Regions from separate parts of the Mus musculus genome. Here region 1 is linked to region 2. A link is a contact called in public Hi-C data. All regions are on one chromosome and are shown on one strand. Each heading gives the region's core, a stretch centred on a gene start, on an enhancer-like site or on the middle of the called end of the contact. The rest is flanking DNA. Distances are from core to core; before and after follow the strand shown. Region 1 has its middle 38 kb from the start of Gm35208. Region 2 has its middle 12 kb from the start of Gm34637.

Region 1 (4,078 bases), core at 131-2,630, 350 kb before region 2:
CTTTTGTTTTGTTTTAAGGCCTGATCTCCTGCAGCCCAAGGTGGCCTTAAACTCGTTATGTAGTTAAGCATGACTTTGAATACCTGATCCTCCTGCCTCTACCAGCCCCACACTGTAATGATTAGGTGTGCACCACCACCCCAACTGGGGAGCTAATCTTGATCGTTGACTTTCTTGTTGAACATTCATCAAAAGCTCCCCTGTGGAGGCTTTTGCTGAGATCCTGACATGGACTGCGTGTGTGTGTGTGTGTGTGTGTGTGTGTGTGTGTGTGTGTGTGTGTGTGTGTGTTCTGATTCTGGGCAGGTACCTATTATTAACCCTTTGCTCACTGTGGTGTCTTCAAACTGGCTTTTCAGAGGGTGGCAAGGATCCTGTGTGATATGACTTACTGTACCCTGAGCCTCTGAGACTAGAATGATCTTCCCTAAAAGGCACACCCTCCTCCCCTATCTACCACTTCCTACAGGAGCCCCCATTTCTGGAGAGGTAGGCGGCATCTATGGTCTCTCAGGAGTTTTTTGTCTTCGTGCAATCTCTCCCTGTGTTCAGCATGCACTTGTCCCTCCATTCAAACCAGCAGATCCCACTCTTCCTAATGCTGAGACCCTTTAGTATAGTCCCTCATGCTGTGGTGAACTCCAGCCATAACAGTATTTTCATTGCTACTTCATAACTGTAATTTTGTTACTGTTGTAAATCATAATATAACTATCTGGGATTTTCAATGGTCTTCGGTGAGTCTTGTGAGGTTTTTCGACAGCCCCTCCCCCCAGAAGTCTTGACCCACAAGTTGAGAGCTGCTGGTCTAGATTATGTTAGGTACCGTGTGCCTGTGGCTCTCAGGTCCCTGATCTTTCCATGCCCTGGCCTGTGACATTTGCAAAGGCAAATTGTTCCATTCTGACCTCAGATCTTGCCTCTGCAGGGTGTGCTATAAATGACCTCTTGGGTTCCTCTCTCAGCCATCTTTGCCTTTAGTTCTGTGTGCCTAACACCCAGCACAGATCCTCTCCCCACGGAGATGACTTCAGGCCAGGGGAATGCCAGGCTGGAAGCCGGATTTGATTAAGGGGAAAAGAAGAGTTTTATGAGGCCACAGGGCAGGCGTGCCACCACACTGACCCCACAAAGGCGGGTGATAATGGGGCGGGGGGCCAGTGCTGGGTCTGATGTTACCCCTGCAAACCTGATTACAGGGCCTCTGGCTGAAGCTTGCCTATGCTTCTCAGAAAAGAAGCAGGCTTTCTTGCCCTAGGCTGGTCCCTGAACAGGCAGGTTTAAATTGAATCAGACCCTGGTTCCTGGTACAGAGTGGGCCATTCACTGGCCTTACGTTCCTCACAAGACAGGCCCCAGCCATGTGGTCATGTGGGTAAATTGAGTGGACTCGTGGCAGACAGCCAGGCTTCACAGCAGCTCACACAGGCCAGCCCAGAAGGCAGGTTTCAAAGCAACAGCTAAAGCCTGACAATGCTGGCTTTAGCAGCCACTGTGATTGTCTTTTTTGTTGTTGTTGTTGTTGTTGTTTTTGCTTGGTTGGTTCTGATTGTTGTTGTTTGTTTGTTTGTTTGTTTGTTTTTAAAGAACAAAGGCAGGATTCTGGAGACATGTGTGTCACTTAGTGGTGAAGGAAGCTTGAAAGAATCTCCCCTGACAGTGTCATATGTGTGTAAGGTGACAGTGGTTATACTCACCTTGACTGCCCCTGGTAATAGTACAGGCCTGTGATCATCCCAGCTACTCTGAAGACTAAGGCAGGAAGATGGCAACTTCAAGGCCTCCCTTGATGTGAGATAGGGAAGAAGTCCCAGGAAGGGCGCCTGAGTAGGTGTGGTTGGCAACCTGAAGCTTCTGATATCTTTTTTTAAAAGTCCTCCATCTTGCAGGTGGGATATTAACACACAGGCAGAAGGAACACTCCATCCTCTCTACTCATAGCACCTAGGTGGGAGTCACCCTGACCTCAAGGCTGCCTATGTGCTGGCCCAAGTCTTAGCCTAGACAGAAGAAGCAGGATATGAGAGACCATGGATGGAGAAACTAACCATCAGAGGGTCTACCATCTGCAGAATGACACGGGAATTCGTATTTCTTGGGTTCCCATACAGAAGCTCACTTGTACCTTATGTTTAGAGGTGGGGAACCTACGGCCAGAGGTGGGGAGTGACTCCCCAGACCTGCAGTGAGGCTCCATCTTAAAGCTTGATGCCAACTCTCAATATTCTGGCCCCAGTCTCCTGTAGTAAATAAAATAAGACGATTACTCGCTGAGTGGTCAGCATGTGGGAGACTTTCAAGTTGAAACTCTGAAGGCCCAGGGGAACTCCAACATCATATACTTGCGGTTTTTGTTTGTTTGTGTTTTGATGGTGTTGGAGAGTAAAGTTATGCCTTGTGCATGCTGGGCAAGCTCCCCGCCACTGAGCTGCAGCCCGGCTTATTTTTGCTTTTAACTCTGGGACAAGGCCTTACTGAGTTATCCAGCCTGGGCTTGACCTAATTCTAGAACCTGGGCAAATTCAGAATTTTCTATCCTCCTGCCTCAGCCTTCTGAGTAACTGGTTTTATTGGTCTTGCTGGGATTAGGGGTCTTTACCACAAGGCCAGGTTAAAAATACATCCTCAAATAGGAATTTAACTATGGCAGCACCTGAGCTTCACTCAGCTTTTAATCAGCCCCAAGCAGGCTGAGGGACCTCCTGAACCTAATACTGGGTCTGAGTCCCTGCTCTGTGTACACCTCCAGGTCTCAGTACCTCAGGTGGACTGGATGGGGGGAGGGGTCCTGCCAATGAGCACCCTGCAGCATCACCTAGGAGCACTGCCTCTCTGCTCCTGTTTCCATGGAAACACCTCAGGACCCATTGATCAGCTCTTGTTCGGGGCTTTCATTAGCTTGAGCGATAGAATAAGTTTTGATTCAAACATGACACTTTTTTAACGCAGTGAAAAACTCGTTTTGTATAAAACCCCATTATGTGGAACAGACACGCAGGTTGATGGCCAATTTAGTTAATAGAGCTTTGCAGCTGACACTGAATTAAATCTGCAGGAAGCAGCTTCAGTTTGCCCTAGAAGAGTCACGTGTAAATTTGCAGCAGGCTGGAGGCGCCGAGGGGAGGCTCCCAACCTGACCTTCTCTATTCAGCACTGCCACCCTCTTGTCCCAAGATCAAAATGTGCAGGTGCTATCCTGTCAGGCTCTCTGGATCCCTAGGATGACATCTGAGGTCTTTAAGTGAAGGAGGAATATTCTTGCCAGGAAGGTCACTTTGTCCTGTCTCTTCCCTCCTCCACCACTACCCATCCTCCTGTTTTCCATCACACATTACTTCTGTCCTTGTAGGACACCGCTTTTCTGGTCTCCTGTACTTACACATGAAGAGCACCAACCTTCAACCCATCTGCCTGACAAAACCCTTTAACCTTGAAGGATGTGATCCTTCTCTTGTTGTCTTTCTATGATTCCCTCCTTGAGCCTCTCTGGCACACAGCCCCGGTCCTATATTAAAAGCCATTTCAGATGGCACTAAATAGTGTGCACATAACCACCTCCTTAGTTTTCATTGTCTCCAGTCACTGCTGGCTCTCTCTGAAACTGCCCCCTTCTCTGTAAATTTAGAACGATGACACCCACTGAGAAACTGGACTGGTGCACACAAGAGGACTGCTTCTCAGCAGTGTGGTACAAGGCCCTGCCACTTTTCAGCTGTGTGGTTCAGTTTCTTCATTTCTCTTTCCTTCTTCTCACCTGCACAATGCAGGTTATAAGAACACAGTCATCTATTGGCATCCCCAGGAAACTGGCTCCAGGGCACCAAAATCCATAGGGGCTGAAGTGTCTTATTCAAACAATATGGCATTTATATACAGCCCAAGGACACTATCTATACATCCTACAAACAATGTCATAATTACTTCTGATTCCAAATACAATGTATATGTTAATATGGTAACTAGCTGCTATGCTGTATCATTTAGGGAGAAGCATCAAGAATGGAAGGCAGTGAATGTTAAAATATTGAGCCATTGTAGAAAAATATCTTCTAATTGAATGCATGAATATGAAACGTGA
Region 2 (4,460 bases), core at 1,600-4,099:
TTCAATCTTCCCCCAAAATGGAACCATGCAAACCATTAGAAACGGAGCCTGTGTCCTCTGATAAACACGTTCACAGGGAGTTGTGGGAACAGATGCAAGGCAGGCACTAACACTGCCTGACCCTACTAGGATGCTTGCTGAATGGTGGGACCTGGAGTTCTAGCAAGAAACTCTGCATCTGGCCTTTTCTATGAGCCTAGATAGAAGTCATGTTCTCTGGTATCAGGCCGGGTAGGCTCAAGTCTACCCTAGCTACCTATGAAACCTGCCCAAAGTCGTTCAGCTTCTCTGAGCTTGTTTCCCTGTCTGTCAAAGAGAGATCACATCTCTACTTGTTTTATGGTGAGGCCCTACTGTGTGTAATTCTGAGGGAGTATATTACCAAGTCTAAGGCTAAAGACTGGAGCCTCTTTTTCGTTACCTTGTTCTCTAGTTGCTCTTACATGCAAGGTCAAAGATAGTGGGTATTCCATGCTGTCACCCCTATTTAGTTTAAAAAAGGATTCTCCAAAAACCAAGCTCAGGGCCTGGACACCTCATTTGTGTGTCTATCTAGAAGCCTAAATAGGGAAGCCTGAAGCACATTGGGTAGGAGTTGAAATCTGCCCCAGCTGTGTGATCAAGGACATGTTATGTACCCTGTCTGGTTATATAAGACTCCCCAGTAGTGATGTAAGGCTAATGACACATTTCCCCCAAGTTTGTTGCAAAAATTAAACAAAATCATCTGAGTTTAGGACTGGACATGTAGTGGAAACCCCCTTGTGTCTTCAACACGGGGCCTCAGTGGTTGTTCTGTAGAACATTTTTTGGATCATAAATAAATATCTTCTCAGCCATCACTTTTGGAGTTGGGAGAGGCCATTCTACTCCATTGAGTCTTTTCCCAAGGCCTTGGTACAGCTGTGGTCTTTCAGTTCCTTATTCCTGCTTACCTCTGCATTCTAGGAGGAAAGTCATTCAGGAACTTGGCTATTCAAAAATAAGGTGGCTCAAAGTTCACATGGCTACGGGTAGGGTTAGGTCTTTGTGTGTGTTGAAGTCACTCAGAATTCCTTAGAACAAGGAGAAAGAGAAAAAGCTGGCAATCCATCCTGAACACACCCACTCTTGGAAGCTCAGCAAGGTGGGTCTTAGTTAGTACTCAGATGGGAGATAAGGTAAGAAAGCTGCAGTCTATGATGCTCAGGTATGTGTGGTATCTTTTATCATTTGTCTTCCTGGATAAGGTCTCTGGCCTTCAGAAGTTGAAGGAGCAAAAAGTTCAGCTCCCTGAAGCCAGTGGCAACTGATAACCAAGCACTTACATGTGCTGCTCGTCCCTCTCTGAGATCCACAGGTCTGTGCTTTACCTGTATACACTGTAAGCATCATTGATTGATCCTTGTTCTGCCTCTGATCTGCATCCTCCCCATGGGCCGCATCCTTCCCTGTGATTCTCATCCCCCCTGGACCACATCCAGTCTGACAGCCACATCCTATCTGTGCTCTGTCTTCTTGTGCTTCCCCATCCCCACATCCTTATTCTCCGTATGATCCACATCCATGTTCTTGTCCACATCCTCCCCAGTCGTTGGCAGCGCCCACGAAAACCAGCTGTACTAATTGTTCCTTTCCCCAGGTCCAGGGGCTCTCAGTGAGTCAGCACTAGGTTGTCTTGGAGTTCCTGGCAGTGTTGTCCATGACAGCACCACCACTCTTGTCCATGCCAGTCCTCTGTTATTTCCCTGCCCCAAGTCCCCACGGCTATGTCTGCTCCACTGCCTGAGACCTGCTTTCCGAGATCCCTCACAAGACACTTGACTCCAGGGAGCACTCCTGGTACCACAGATCTGGCAAGATAACCTTCTCTGTGTTCACACAGTGCTAGTCCTCCACTGTGGCCATCCCTCATATTTATCCTGATATTGCCTCCTCCCTCAGACTGAGAACACTCTGAGGGTAGTGGATGGCCCCTGGTATCTCTATGCCCAAGCTGGACAGCTACAAAGCTGATCAGATAAGTGACTGTGCTCCAGGAACAGATAAACCCAGAAATCTTAGCGGCTCAGGACTTTAAGGTTAATTTCGCACATTCAAGTTCATTGCTGGTCTAGCATTTTCCTCTGCTGTGTCTTTTTGAGCATTAATCGCCATTGAGCACCTGGCCTCCAGTCCCAGCATCCTTCTGTCCACTCCTATTGTCCAGAAGCATCCATGTGACCTAGGCTACTCACAAGTGAGCCCTGGGTAATACGGGAGCTTCAGAAAGCTCTAGACCTATCTGAGAAGGGCTTGTGGAGGTAGGGAAGGACATCCCCACAGGCAGAGAGGAGGCTTCCTCGCAGGCTGAGTGAAATGAAGCTACATCCCTGTCACCTCAGTCAGAGACCTGAGTTCAGATGAAACTCTGCTGCTTGAAAACAAGGGGCAGGACCCTGGAAACGCCCGATTTAGCCCTGTCAGTCTCCAAGCAGCACAGTGTTCCCAGCTCTCGGAGTCCTTTGTCCTCTGTAAGCTCCCTTAGCCTGCAGAGGTGACTTCTTTATTCTCTGAGCTGCTATTTATAACTTCCAAAGCACCCCTACTCCTTTGGTTCTGTATCGAGGTTCAGAAAAAGAGCCTCTCCCCCCGGCACCCCCCGGCACCCCCCGGCACCCCCCCCCCGCACTCCCCCACCCCATTGCCAGGCCTCTCTCCCCCAGAGCAATCCCGTAAATAAAGGATGAAAGGCCCCGTAATTATTACCATTCGACAACACAGAGACTGTCAAAACCAGGAGTCCAACAAAGGCCTGTACATAAATCACAGCTGATACAATGGCTCTTAGCTGAAGGGGAGAGGGCTTAGAGTCTCAGCGCGGCTGAAAGGAGGTTTGTGTCTGGGGGAGGAGTCACGGGAGTCACGCAGCCCTGGGGAAAGAGATAGGCTGAATGTCTGAACAGAGTGCCAGCCTCATCAACGTGCTAACACACCAAAGACAGGGTAGCTATTGAACGGAACTCGAGTGAAAATCCCGGGAAAGACTCCAGATGTGGCATCTCCACAGTGCTGGTGAGGTTACACCGCATCAGCAGGTTACAGTCTAGCCTGGCAGGGTGTTGTTCCCTACAAAGATACCCTGGCTTGCAGCTCTGCCAGTCAAGAGCCGCCTACAGCCGGGGTGTAGACCAGGGTTTGTGGAGTCAGCAAGGGCTCTCTGGGTTTGAAGAGAGATCAAGTGGGCTGGGCTGCCGGCTAGCTTCCACAGTGTGTGTATGTGTGAGTGGGGGCGTGTGCGTGTGTATGTGTGCTTGCCTATGCCTGTGCTTGGAGGTGAGGTTGCAGGCATTTTCTGATAGGCAGAAAGGAGGATACACTCCTTGGTGACAAATGCTATTGCTGAGCCAAGCCGGATCTCTTCAGTACTTGTCTGTGCAACGGAGATTTCTTGATAACATTGAGAAGCGTTGTCTTCTGGGTCAGAGTTTACGTCTTTGGGCACAATTATTGCTTTTGAGTTAGCCATTCGGTGGTCCCTTAAGAACTCAGTCGAGGGGCTTGGGAGATAGCTCATCAATAAGCGCTTACCTTGGGAGCACAAGGACATGATTCCCAGAACTCACATTAAAAACAAGCTGGGTGTGGTTGTGCACACTTGGAATCTCAGTGTTAGGGAGGAGGCAGGTGGGTTTCTGGGACTTCTTAGCCCACCCCCTCAGCAAGTTGCAGAATGCTAAACTATCTGCCATTTAAAAAAAATGTAGAGAGCACCTGAAGATTGCCCTTTAACCTCCAGCTCCATTTGCATATATACGCATAAACAGGTATGTACACAAGTGTGCCTGAATCCACATGAACATGCGCATACATACATGCAAATGCACACGGAATTCAGTGGCTTTAACAGATTGCTGGTGACTGTTCTTATGCATCATGTACTGCTTGGTATTTATGAATTTCAGATGGATTTCTTTATCTGAAGAAATTGTCCTTAACATATAAACAAAGGGAAGGAGTTAGATACAGGTCCAGAAGCCATATCGTGCATGACCAGTGTAGACAGACACCTACTGGAGGTGTGCTGAGAAGCACTGACTTTGGAGACCACTCATATGATGCTCCTGGATTGACGACACTGGGTGCCATTGACTCTTTCAGAGCTTCAACAGTGTTGGATTGTTAATAGGACTGTAAGGATGAAAAAAGAATCCTGGGGCCAATAAAATGGCTCAGAAGATAAAGGTGCTTGCCACACTTGCTTGATGACCCAAGTTCCATTCCTGGGACCCATATAAGGGTGGAAGGAGGCACACATTCGTTGTGTGTGTGCTCCACACACCCTTGTATACACACACACACACACACACACACACACACTAGCAGCAGCAGCAGCAGCAACTACAATTTAAGAAGGAAATTCTAATTGTCCTGTTAGGCTGTTCTCGACCATGGCATTGGTGACGTTTTAAATCAATAGGAGAGCAAGCATAGCTTGTGAG

The links. A called contact is a pair of places that touch in the nucleus more often than the background predicts.
Region 1: a contact with region 2 is called in a Hi-C map of the N1E-115 cell line, with 2.1 times the contacts expected there. The contact joins two enhancer-like sites. A contact is called at or near these places in 1 of 484 Hi-C or Micro-C datasets (the N1E-115 cell line), 1 of 115 datasets of contacts at active chromatin or transcription factors (embryonic stem cells) and 1 of 9 other capture datasets (embryonic stem cells).

What each region holds. Positions count from the first base shown.
Region 1 is chr12:13,023,418-13,027,495 of GRCm38.p6, reverse strand. No RefSeq gene overlaps it. Among named protein-coding and RNA genes, the nearest start is that of Gm35208, 38 kb to the right of the region's middle. Within about 2 kb of position 1,380, at least 44 of the 459 cell types and tissues checked have an H3K27ac peak or open chromatin away from gene starts, as enhancers often do. A contact at or near this core is called in the N1E-115 cell line, where this site is marked.
Region 2 is chr12:12,679,235-12,683,694 of GRCm38.p6, reverse strand. No RefSeq gene overlaps it. Among named protein-coding and RNA genes, the nearest start is that of Gm34637, 12 kb to the right of the region's middle. Within about 2 kb of position 2,849, at least 117 of the 459 cell types and tissues checked have an H3K27ac peak or open chromatin away from gene starts, as enhancers often do. A contact at or near this core is called in the N1E-115 cell line, where this site is marked.